Linked DNA regions of Rattus norvegicus: region 1 is linked to region 2. A link is a contact called in public Hi-C data. All regions are on one chromosome and are shown on one strand. The core of a region is the stretch at or near the end of the contact, and the rest is flanking DNA. Distances in the headings are between cores, read along the strand shown.

Evidence for each region. Hi-C and Micro-C count contacts between places; a contact is called where the count stands out from the background.
Region 1: a Hi-C map of frontal cortex shows a contact between it and region 2, with 2.0 times the contacts expected there. The contact joins two enhancer-like sites. A contact is called at or near these places in 2 of 12 Hi-C or Micro-C datasets (frontal cortex and kidney).

Annotation. Positions count from the first base shown.
Region 1 is chr4:27,340,321-27,346,720 of GRCr8, reverse strand. No RefSeq gene overlaps it. Among named protein-coding and RNA genes, the nearest start is that of Zfp804b, 220 kb to the left of the region's middle. Within about 2 kb of position 4,575, at least 4 of the 93 cell types and tissues checked have an H3K27ac peak or open chromatin away from gene starts, as enhancers often do.
Region 2 is chr4:27,082,306-27,088,959 of GRCr8, reverse strand. No RefSeq gene overlaps it. Among named protein-coding and RNA genes, the nearest start is that of Steap4, 31 kb to the right of the region's middle. Within about 2 kb of position 5,004, at least 10 of the 93 cell types and tissues checked have an H3K27ac peak or open chromatin away from gene starts, as enhancers often do.

The DNA of each region.
Region 1 (6,400 bases), core at 3,326-5,825, 260 kb before region 2:
CCACTGATGCATCCCTTGAGCCCCCATCAATTGTTCTAACACAAACCAACTGCATAACATTCAACAAATCGTTTTCACCTGGACCCTTACCAACTAATTTTAAAGGGCAAGTTTCACTAGATGGCTTAATGTTTTAATTATTTCTTGATATGAAGTAATCATTTAACTAAGTCATGTCTGATAATAAGTTCTGTTCTAATGCCCACAAATCACACAGCATATGAATTCCAAATTTTACTTTCTTCTTGTAACAAATTACTTGTTGGTATCTCAGTATTGGCTATTAAACATATTTTTTAAAGTGGAGATATTAAAATGTACTCAATACACTAGTCAGACACAAATTGTATATACATATAAAGTATGGCAGACATGTAAAGATTACCTTTCTCTTCCTGACTTTCATGAAAGTGATATGGTATTTAGTAAAGATATAAAATGAATTTGATAATAATTTTCAACTTTCTAGCATTTTTTTGTCCCAAAGAGATTCATTTCTTCTGGTGTTTCATATTTGGAAAATAGGGTGCCTTATATATAATCACTCTTGAGCAACAGACTATGCTCTTACAAAAGAAACAAAGAGGCAGAGGAAATTATAACATGAAATAGCAGGTAAGTTCCTCTTTTCTTCCCAGCCTACAAGGGTTGTTACATTGGCGGTCAAAGATCCATGTCGGAGCTCTGTGCTCCATGTTTACACCTCTCACTCCAGAATCTTCACAAGTCAGCCATCTTCACATGCAGGCTGTACCGAAGGCTCCTGGGAATTTTGCCTCAAGGCTGGAAGAATGGAATTATAACTTTGCTAATGATTGATACTTTCCCACTACTTCCTTCTAACCACACGATTTGATCCAAACTCTTCAGTTCATTTCTTACCTTAAATTAGATTCTGTGAAGTGATGTGCTGGTGAGGACCACGTGAAAAAAATGAGAGAAGGGACTGTCCTACAACACTTAAAAGAAGGGAAGTCGCATAAAATAGCAGTGTTGGATGGCCTAAAACTCAGGATTTCCTTTATGAAATCTCCAGAGAAATTTTCACCAATTCCATTCTGCTTCTGTATTCTTTAAATTGAACGTAAATAAATGAAAGCTAAGATTTGAGCTTTGCAACTGCCTGGGGGATGGGGTATATCATTTTGTAATTCAACGGCTATTATAATAACTGCGGCTATGATAGATACATCACTGTCCTAAGTTCAGTAGGGCATATATTTTATACACAGACCACATGTCTCAATTTCAAATGTCACTTTTGATAGGATCTTAAGAACACTCTGAATTCTACATTTGAAGTGGTACTTAGAAGCTCGGTCTAGGGAGTTTAGACTATACTCTGTAACAGACAGGGAAGCCTTAATACACAGTAGGAAAGAACATGTAACCTTAGCTAATACACTGCCATTCACTTAGCCATAACATTACTTCATAAACGTGTGCAATGCATGTTACTTTCTAGATTTTTATAATATGTATATATAAAGCTATTACTGGTTTTCTTTGACTATTTAATTATTTTTATCCATATATTTTAATATATTTTAATTCCGTATACTTTTTAATTAAAATATCCAAGACAAATACTTAATTGTTTATGGTAGACAGCATTTAAGGATAATTCTCAATGATCTCTGCCTTCAGACCCTGCTGCCTATGTGTCATTTTTTCCTCTTAAGGGTGTACTGGGCCCTGAGACTTCACTCTAGGGAACAGAAGACAGTAAAAATGAAGAGATATCACTTCTATGAATAAGCTATTTTTTATCGGATATTTTTTATTTACATTTCAAATGTCATCCCCTTTCCCAGTTTCCCATCAATAAACCCCCTATCCCATTCCCCCTCCCTTCTTGTATGAGGGAGTTCCCCCACCCAACCACCTGTCCATTCCTACTTCCCCTCCGTGACATTCCTCTACATTGGGGAGTCCAGCCTTGTCAAGACCAAGGACTTCTCCTCCCATTGGTGTCCAAAAAGGCCATCCTCTGTTACATATGCAGCTAGAGCCATGAGTTTGTCCATGTGTACTCCTTGGGAGGTGGTTTAGTCCTTGGGAAAAGACTATGGCGTGTATCTTGGTGGACTCTCTCTCGCTTGCTCGGTAAATGTGAACATTTTTAAACGGTCACTATTTTGGAAAACCCCACATAACTAAGGAGAGATCCAGTCCACAGCAAGTGAGAAACTTAAGGCGCACAATAGCCACAGATTGAATTTAAAAGATCCTCCACAGTCCAGCTTAAGGTAATGACTCACAAGACTGTGGAAGACCCAAAACAGAGGACCAGCAAAGCCACACATAGATTTCTGATCTGCATGAGTTGTGTAATAGTAAATTCTATTGATTTAAATTTCTAATCTGGTGATAATGTCTTAAGTGCAAATATATAATTAATAGGTTTATAGATTAAAATTTCTTTAAGTATTACATACAAATTCATTTTTAACAGTTGCTAAAGCATGGAGGCTGGAGAGATGGTTCAGCAGTTAAGAGCAATTTGTCATGCAGAGGACCCAGGTTTGGTTCTCAGGATCTATAAGGTCACTTACAATTGTCTATAACTCCAGGTCAAGAGATCTGATACCTTCCTCTGACTTCCTTGGCTACAGGGAATGCATAGTAACAAACATGCATGTGAACAAAACACTCAGAAACATAAAATTTTGTTTTGTTCCATGGATAAAACCTTTTCTCATGACCTAGGCAAAAGCAAAGAAAAAGCAATTTTTGGAATCAGAAAAGTAGACTTTCATTTGACTGGGGTGGAAAGTAGTAAGAATATCTATTCTAAAGAAGTCTTGTGAAGAAAATACATTATGAACTTTGAAGCCTTGGAGAAATTTTTAGCCATGAAAATTATAGGAATTCCATAATGAGGACAACATGTGTCTTTAAAAAATCTTGGATATATACCTTTCCAAATACAAATAAATGTGGGTTATTCTCAGTCATCAGGGGATGAGTGTCCAGAAGGAAGAAGCAACAGCTGATGCCACAGGCAACCTCTTCTGCCATTCTCTCCACTGAAAGTACTATTTATTACACATTATTTAATTAATGACACTTATATATGAATAATTATGTGTGTCATTGCAGTCTGAGTTCTTATGTCCTTTTGGGACATACATTTTTGTTGGGAGTATTGTTAATGGCCGTCATTGAAGAAACAGCATCATACAACAGATAAGGCAATAGTTCTTCTTTTTTTTTTTAATTAACTTGAGTATTTCTTATTTACATTTCGAGTGTTATTCCCTTTCCCGGTTTCTGGGCAAACATCCCCCTAGCCCCTCTCTCTCCCCTTTCTTTATGGGTGTTCCCCTCCCCACCCACCCCCCATTGCCGCCCTCCCCCCAACAATCACGTTGACTGGGGGTTCAGTCTTAGCAGGACCAAGGGCTTCCCCTTACACTGGTGATCTTACTAGGATATTCATTGCTACCTATGAGATCAGAGTCCAGGGTCAGTCCATGTATAGTCTTTCTTTAGGTAGTGGCTTAGTCCTTGGAAGCTCTGGTTGCTTGGCATTGTTTGTTCATATGGGGTCTCGAGCCCCTTCAAGCTCTTCCAGTTCTTTCTCTGATTCCTTCAACGGGGGTCCTGTTCTCAGTTCAGTGGTTTGCTAAGGCAATAGTTCTTAAATGATCTTTTTTCCAGAACTAAATTAAGAATTTTTAATCCTGTAACCCAAGTGATATAAATGATCTCTTTATGGTAAATGATATTTTGTCCACATTATTTAAAACATTTTAGTCCCATTGACTTTGTGTATAAAAGAAATAAATGTCTCTAGCTTAGAGTCAAAAATATGTAAATATCAAGTGTCCTAATTTAGCAAAGAGCTCAAATGAAAAACATGTCCCTGAAGGTACTAGGGAAAGATGCTCAGGCAGGCATTTGAGGAAGAAATGAGCCATCTTCCCACACAAAACAGAAAGGACAGAAAGAATTCCAACAAAGCATATGGATCTAGGCACAAAATATATCTGTATCCTCAAGATCTCCTGCACATCTATTTGCCTGTTACTCTTTCCCCAGAAGATGATGAAGCCATCTCTGCTCAGGCTTTTCATTAAGGGCCCACTTCCTCCTAAGCCCAGAAAAACTGTTTGCCTTCCAGCTCCTCGTTTTGTTTAAACACCATTCTCATAGTTGAAACTCTTGCTATTAGTTGACTGCCACCCGCCATTACAGTTTGTTCCATCTTCCTTCAACTCCCAGCAATGCATCCCCTTGTTCATTGAAGAAATTAATTCATGCCTCACTGTCATTTTTTCAATACTACTCACGCCATAACAGTTGGTAGTTTCAGTAATTCACTCATAACTTTCTCTGATCAAATACCCTAGCCTTTGATTTCTCTACCCTCCACTATTTTCTCAGTGTGGGGAGAAGATTGTGAATGTGTGTTGGTAATTAAGGATCCCAGTGCTTCAAACCCAGGGAAACAGCAAAGCCTCCCCCATGTGACATTCACTTGGGAGAAAATGGCAAAGCCTTCTGGTGAGTCTGTGGGTGCTGACAGTATGAGTCACAGCTACCTCTTTCCAGAAGACTGATACCTGATACTTCTCACCTACGCAGACCTCCTACCAACATGACACTTTGGAGAACACTGGGAACAGCTTGTGCAGTTCCTCTGCAACAATGGCCTCCTTCATGACACCGCTTAGAGAATTTCACTGTCATGTGTCTAGAAGACATAGTCTATATCACCAATATAGACACCTTTCCTGAAATCCATGCTCCTGTATCCAACTACCAGCTATCAACTCAAATGGGTACTACTGAAAATCAGTCATTGAATATTGTCACCTCACACTTATCTTCCCATTATTTTCCAAATAAATATTTGGCAACTCATCCATTATTCAACACACACACACACACACACACACACACACACACACACACACACACATGGAGAGAGAGAGAAAGAGAGAGAGAGAGGGAGGGAAGGAGAAAGAGAGAGAGAGAGAGAGAGAGAGAGAGCACATTTCTACTTCACAAATATTCTGTAAATTAATCCTATAGAATCTACATTTTATGATATCCAGAATCCAATTTCCAAGTAGAACTACTACCCAGTTCTAATCAACATCATCCTTCACATGAAATATAGAAAACCTCTAAAATACCCATTATCTCCCTATACATAGTTCTTTGTTTCTTTCTTTTCTTTCTTTTTTCCCCTACAGACTAGATCATTTACTATCCACACAACCGCTCCAGAAATCCTTTGTAAAAAAGATTGTTTCGCTTATCAAGTCAACAGTCTTAACTCTTTACAATAGTCAGAATTCCATATGGTTTGACTTAGGATCCTACATTATTCTACTTTTCCCACTTGAGTTTTCCAAGACTTCACTGTGTTATATACTCTGCTCGTACAATGGCGATCTTCATGTTTACTCTTTTTTTTTTATCTTTATTAACTTGAATATTTCTTATTTACATTCCGATTGTTATTCCCCTTCCTGGTTTCCAGTCAACATCCCCCTAAGCCCTCCCCCTCCCCTTCTATACTAGCTTCCCCTCCCCATCCTCCCCCCATTACCGCCCTCCCCCCAACAATCACGTTCACTGGGGGTTCAGTCTTGGCAGGACCAAGGGCTTCCCCTTCCACTGGTGCTCTTACTAGGCTATTCATTGCTACCTATGAGGTTGGAGCCCAGGGTCAGTCCATGTATAGTCTTTAGGTAGTGGCTTAGTCCCTGGAAGCTCTGGTTGCTTGGCATTGTTGTTCATATGGGGTCTCAAGCCCCTTCAAGCTCTTCCAGTCCTTTCTCTGATTCCTTCAACGGGGGTCCCATTCTCAGTTCAGTGGTTTGCTGCTGGCATTCGCCTATGTATTTGCTGTATTCTGGCTGTGTCTCTCAGGAGAGATCTTACACCTCAAGGCTTGAGCACAGTTTGGATGAGCTATCCAAACGCTTGTTTTCTAGCATTTCCCCCTGTGAACTTCCTAATGGCCTCACGATCTTTCCTCAGATGTCACACGTCAATGAAAATGTGGATTCTGTCTACAAACTCAGCATCTATACTGCATATCTTCCTTCCTTCACATGTTTTGCCAATAGTCTTTTGCATTGTTCATAATATATATTACACATAATGCACATCTATTAATACTGTCTCTATGATTTTTTACCTTTCCAAGGGACCTACTTTTCGTTGACTTATTCAGTTGTTATCTATTACATTTCAAAGAAAAGAAAAACGAAAAAAGAACCTGAAGAAGAGTGCATGGCATTAGGCCCTGTGTAGTTTTTCCTTCTCACACGTGTGCCATGATTTTTGGTCAGATTGCACTGTTAAGATCACCCATATACTCATCCATTACATTAAACCACTATAAATGCTTGATAATAGCAAACTGTCTTCACCTGTGAAA
Region 2 (6,654 bases), core at 3,755-6,254:
CCTTTGTAGAGTATATTCAGTTCAGTATATGTGAGCTGGATTCTTTCTCGGAGCCAAAGAGGTGTAAAAGCCAACAACAGAAACTTTAGAAGGACATCAGCATGCCCTGTGCTATTTTGTTTCTATGTCCACTGAGATTTTCCTGGATTCAACATTAAAGTTTGCTGCCCTTTTCAAGACTGACTAGAACTTGTGCATACTTTAGCTATTAAGAAAAAAACAAAGGAAGCAATTCTAAGGACAGTGATATCAAATCACTTTTTTCTTGGTTTCAGTGATAATCTTTCTAAATTGTTTATCTGTTAGCAGTCACATACACAGTGACTTTTAATGAGTTTCATGATTAGCCTCTCTAATCATCATCCCTCTCCTGCTGAAAGCTTTCTTTCCAATAAGGGATGCCCCCATCTTGTTTGTGTGTGTGTGTGTGTGTGTGTGTGTGTGTGTGTGTGTGTGTGTGTGTGTGTGTGTGTGTGATCTGTAAGGTTTAATTATGGTTGCTTGCATGAGCATGAGTTGGGGGTTATTTACCACAGCAAGTGCCACTCTGCAGTAGCGCCACCACTGAAGAAACTGACACCCCAGTCCCCCAGCAACCATTAACTGCCAATAGTCCCTTAGGGATGGGCAGAGTCTCATAAGCCTCTTATCTTTCCATGATGAAAAGGTGAGGGGACTAATCTTATGCAGGTGTTATGCAGGTAACCAGAGCTGCTATGAGTTCCTAAAAGCAATGGCCATCTTGTGGGCGGAAGATGTTTCTGCAAGACAACTCCCCATCATACATTTTTTTAACCCTCACTCCTACCATGTTTGCTGATCATGGAACAGTGACCTAGGTGTCCTGTTTGGGACCGATCCCTCAGAGGTCACTGATTCTCAGTACCTGGACCAGTTATTCATCTCAGCATTGAATATCACTCACTGCTTCTCTGGTGAATGCTGAGAACAGCACGGATCTGTGGCTATAAGCATGAGTGTTTAGAAGGCAGTTTGTCTATATGTCTACTTAGCAAAACGATAGCAGTAGGTCTGTCCCCAGGGCCTATGACCTCTGCAACCTACCGGCTCTTTACCAAGTTTACTATATAAGGCATGAGGTCTCTCCTGCGGTCCAGGCCTCAAGTCCAGTAAGCAAGCTAGCTCTACAATGGTTGTACTACTCTAACAGCTGTGGGAATGTCTTGCTGGCAGGTCATCCTTGCTGAGGTCATCATTGTGTCTCACCACATTCATATCTAGATAAGATATGACTTTTCTCCCCAAGAAACCTGAATGGCACTTTCTACACTATGAAAGTTAGCCAACATGGTTTAACTTCCAGCTCTGTCTGTGTTGCCTTCTCCGTAGGCTGTGACCAAAGAGTGTGGTGGGCAACTAAACAGTAGCAATGGCAACAGTACCCATTGTTTGGGGGTCACTGAGATCTTCTGTGACTGATAAGAGAACTTCCCTACAGTTAGCACTGGGACTTTGTAACGAAACATATGACTTCTGGGATGTGCTTTAGCCTCAGAGTACTTCATTCAAATTTTGTTTTAATTGCATTTTTCAATAAGCTGATTAAATGGCTATGTTCTTTAATGTTGTTTATCACTCCACCTGCTCTGGCCCTTAGGTCTTACTCTCCCGTACCATACCCCACTTAACTGTTTCCATCCCAAGTGTCCCCTTTTCCACATTTACTGTGTGCTGAGGCAGAAGTTTCTGGATAAGTCAGATGATGCAGACTCATGTGATGTTTTGCTGATACAGACTCACATGGTATTTTGATAAGGCAAGACCCATAGGAGGACATGTGATGTTTGGAGAGAGTATAAAGAGGACTGGATAAACAGTTACTGATTGCCTGCATAGTTAGCACTGCAACGTTTTATTGGTCTCACGTCTTCATCATCAGTGATTTTCACTTTGTTGAGAGAGGCACAGCAGAGAACTTCTTTAGGCATTCCAGCTGGTCCCGGTTGCTCCCATTGACTCTGACCAATTTGGTGGAGGCCTGGCTGTTTCTGCTGGATTGTGCTACCGCTGTTGATTCATGTTTGGTATGCTGAGTACACCATCTCTTGTTCTCTGTATTTTGATTGGTTGTGGTTTTTCTGTAATGGTCACAATTTGTCACAAAGCAAAGTTTCTTTGATGAAGGATGAGTACCACAGTTATCTGTGTGTTTAAAGATAAATATTTAGAATGTAGTTAGAGATTATACTGGCTTAGTAAACTTGTAGGTTCTCCTGACAAATGGAGATTGGAATTGCCCCAAGGAACATTTCTAAACAGGTCCACATCCCCTTGTCCTTTTTACCATCTGTCTTAGTTATGTTTTTACTGATGTGAACAGACACCATGGCCAAGGCAACTCTTATGAAGAACATTTAACTGGGACTGGCTTACAGTTTCAGAGGTTCAGTCCATTATCATCAAGGTAGCATCATGACAGCATACAGGCAGACATGGGTCTAGAGGAGCTCAGAGATCCACCTCTTGTTTTGAAGGTAGCTAGAAGAAGACTGGCTTCCAGGCAACTAGAGTGAGTGTATTAAAGTCCACACCCACAGTGACATACCTACTCCCACAAGGCCACAACTCCTAACAGTGCCATGCCCTAGACCAAGCATCTACAAACCATCACACCACCATTTCTCCCCTACCTTTGGATGGTAGGTCCAACCTAGAAGGGGGGTTGAATCATTTCAGAACCCTTATTAAAAGTAGGTTTTGAAAAATGGAAGCCTAAAGTGTTCTGACACCCCCTCTCTCTTAAGAACTTTTCCTCCCCTTTCCTCATGGCTTCTACAGGCACTCCAGATTGTTCAACTACTCTAAGAATTGATTGTTAAGTTCTACGTGTGAGAAAGAACACTTGATGTTTGTCTTTCTGAGCCTGGATTACTCAACATTACATAATATTTTCCAATTCCATCCATTTTCCTGATATTTTTATAATTCCATTTTCTTCACAGCTGAATAAAATAGCTTTCCATATATGGACAGCATTTTTCTTATCCGTCTTATCAGTTGATGGACATCTAGGCTGGTTCTATGTCATGGCTATTATAAATACAGTAGCAATAAAGATGGATCTCCATGTATCTTTGTATTAGGATATAGTCTTTGCTGTGTATGTCCTGAAGTGGAATAGGTACTTTTAGCTTTCTGGGGGACTTCCACACTGATTTCTACAGCAGTTAGACCAGTTCACACTTCCACCATCAGTGAACAAATGTTTTCCTTCCCCCAGGTCCATAACGGCATTTGTTGTCGTTTGGTTTCTTAATTCTAACTAGGGCAAAATAAACCATCAAACAATTGTGATTTGCAGTTCCCTGATGGCTCGGAATATTAAACACTTACTAAAATATTTATTGGCCATTTGTATTTCCTCTTCTGAGAACTCCGTTCAGTTCAACAGTTCATTTTTTAATAGAGTTGTTTGGTTTGTATCCTTATTTCTTTTAACTCTTAGTATATTTTATACACTGATCTTCCAGTAGAGATTGTCCCATACTGAAGGCTGCCTCTTCACTTAATGGTTTGCTCTATAGAGGTTTTATTATTTCATAAGGTCCAACTGTTGGTCTTATTTTATTTTCTGAGTGACTAGGGTCCTGATTGGTTGGGGTTTTCTGTAATGGTCACAATTTGTCACAAAGCAAAGTTTCTTTGATGATGAATGAGTACCACAGTTATCTGTGTGTTTAAAGATAAATATTTAGAATGTGGTTAGAAATTATACTGGCTTAATAAAGTTGTAGGTTCTCCTGACAAATGGAGATTGGAATTGCCCCAAGGAACATTTCTAACCTTTACCTATTCCTCTATCTTCAAAAGTATGACCTACTCTTCCCTCTAGAATTTTCTGGGTTTCGGGCCTACCATGGAGACCTTTAGGAATTGTAGAAACTACATTTTATTAACTTAGTCGTCGCAATTTTTAATTCAAATTTATAATTACCATATAAATTACTCATTTTCTCACTGCTACCAGCACAATCAATGTGATTTCTGAACAAATGAAACTCAAGACGGATGATCAAAATATGAATGCTTCGCTCCTTCTTTAAAAGGGGAACAAGAATACCCTTGGCAGGGAATAGAAAGGCAAAGATTAAAACAGACACAGAAGGAATAGCCATTCAGAGCCTGCCCCACATGTGGCCCATACATATACAGCCATCCAATTAGACAAGATGGATGAAGCAAAGAAGTGCAGGCAGACAGGAGCCGGATGTAGATCGCTCCTGAGAGACACAGCCAGAATACAGCAAATACAGAGGCGAATGCCAGCAGCAAACCACTGAACTGAGAACAGGATCCCCGTTGAAGGAATCAGAGAAAGAACTGGAAGAGCTTGAAGGGGCTCGAGACCCCTTATGAACAACAATGCCAAGCAACCAGAGCTTCCAGGGACTAAGCCACTACCTAAAGACTATACATGGACTGACCCTGGACTCTGACCTCATAGGTAGCAATGAATATCCTAGTAAGAGCACCAGTGGAAGGGGAAGCCCTGGGTCCTGCTAAGACTGAACCCCCAGTGAACTAGTCTATGGGGGGAGGGCGGCAATGGGGGGAGGATGGGGAGGGGAACACCCATAAAGAAGGGGGGGGAGGGATTAGGGGGATGTTTGCCCGGAAACCAGGAAAGCGAATAACACTCGAAATGTAAATAAGAAATACTCAAGTTAAAAAAAAAAAAAATATATATATATATATATATATATATATATATATATATATATAAAAGAAAAGAAAGAAAGAAAAACCTCAAACTAAAGACTTAACATGAGAAAAGCCAAGCCTGTATATCTTCTCTATATACCTCAAACTACCTTTACCTCTCCAAGGACATTTCTTCCCCTCAAGAAAGCTAACCGGAAGCAGCGATCTCTCAAAGCTACACAGAGAAGTAAGGGAAGGAGCTCAGTAGATGTTTGGCAGGCTCACAACACTGCTTATTTAGAGCCACATTTTAAATGAAGTTTGATGATCTAGTTTGGCTCAGCATTTTTGGAAACGAGAACACCGTGACTCACAGGAATTGGGGGATTTGCCCACACATAAGCTAGTATGTAGAGCACGGCGAAATTTGAAGTTTTCAAAACAAATTCCTGAGAAAACCAGATCCTTCTTTTCCCTACCCAACCCTTCCCAGGCAAAGCCCTTGCAACTGAAGGCCTTATTGAAGTTATAAGGAAGTTTAGCTTCTCCCCTAAGATTCCCTTAGTCTCTGTAGGTGCTGATCCCCAGAACCTCCCACTCACAAGTCACAGTCTCTAACTCCAACCCTCCCAGATGCTAAAATTAATATGGTTTCCTAACTCCAAACTCCATGCACTTGGCACACCATTGCATGTGAACACAAGGGAAATTTTCTTCACAATAAAGTTGTATCCGCCTGCCAAGTTATCAGGAAATCTTTTAAGAATGCAAAACAGAACCTGTAATTTTAGATCATTGCAGGACAGCCTCAGGATCATGAAGAACAGAGCCTGAAGCAAAATTAAACACCATAAATATTCTCTTCTACTTCGTGTGAAGAGTTGCAAAACTGAGATAAAACCAGTTCCTGCTTGGAAGGACTCTGCAACCAAAGTGCCTGAGAGATCGACTTTCAGGCTGAAGACAGCAGATGCAGGGCTCATACCCAGAAGCCCCTGGCTTAGGCCTCTGGCTACTATTAGCAAAGTGTTTCACCAAGCAAAATGATGCGGTGAGTGTCCTCCCGACCGTTCCACAAAATGTTGCCATTGCAGCCTTCCATCAAGACCTGTTCTCTTGACACACAGACCTCTCCATGCAGGCATACTTCTGCTGCGTTTGCTCCCTTGAGGACACCTAGAGTAAACTGAGCCTCTCACCTTCTTTCACCCAGTAATCTGGGTATTTGAATCGAGGACCCAGAGTGTCTTGATCTCAATAATGGGACACTGCAGAAAAGGAACCACGCAATGTCTGCTGAACCTTACAGCAACTATGCTTCCTGAGGCCCAGATGTATCATCCTTGAGCTTTTTCTATTTTAGTTAATAATTAATTTTTAAAAACCAAAGAAGTTGGCTGGAGCAGTCTAAGTAGAACTCTGCAATATGAAACCAAAAGAACTAAAACTGCCCTGTGCCCTCTCTGAAATTTTCTATAATCTCCAGAAATGTTGATTCTGGCTTTTGGCATAATGAATGTCTATATAAACTCTTTTCCATAAGGAGATATGGAGATATGGAGATAAAAATCAAAAGAAAACTTAAAGAGGAAAAAAATCCACCTGTCTCAATTACATACACTAGGATCACAAAATCACAGAAGTGGGAAAAGTCTGTATCCTCAACAGGATACGTCAGAGTCGATGTCACTGCTTCCCTTTTCATTTCAAAGATTTCTGTGCTTGAAATTAGAGTATAATTATATCATTCTCCCCTTTCTCTCCCCCGCTTCAAACATTCCCATGCACCTCCTCCTCCCCCCCCAGCCACCGCTTACTCTCAAATTCATGACCTCTATTTCTTTAATTGTTGTTACATACATATATTCATGTGTGTGTGTGTGTGTGTGTGTGTGTGTGTGTGTGTGTGTGTGGTGTTTATGTATCCCAAATATATAAATATAACGTGCTCTAAAACACAATCAGAGCTTCCCAGTATATTTTAAATTCAAT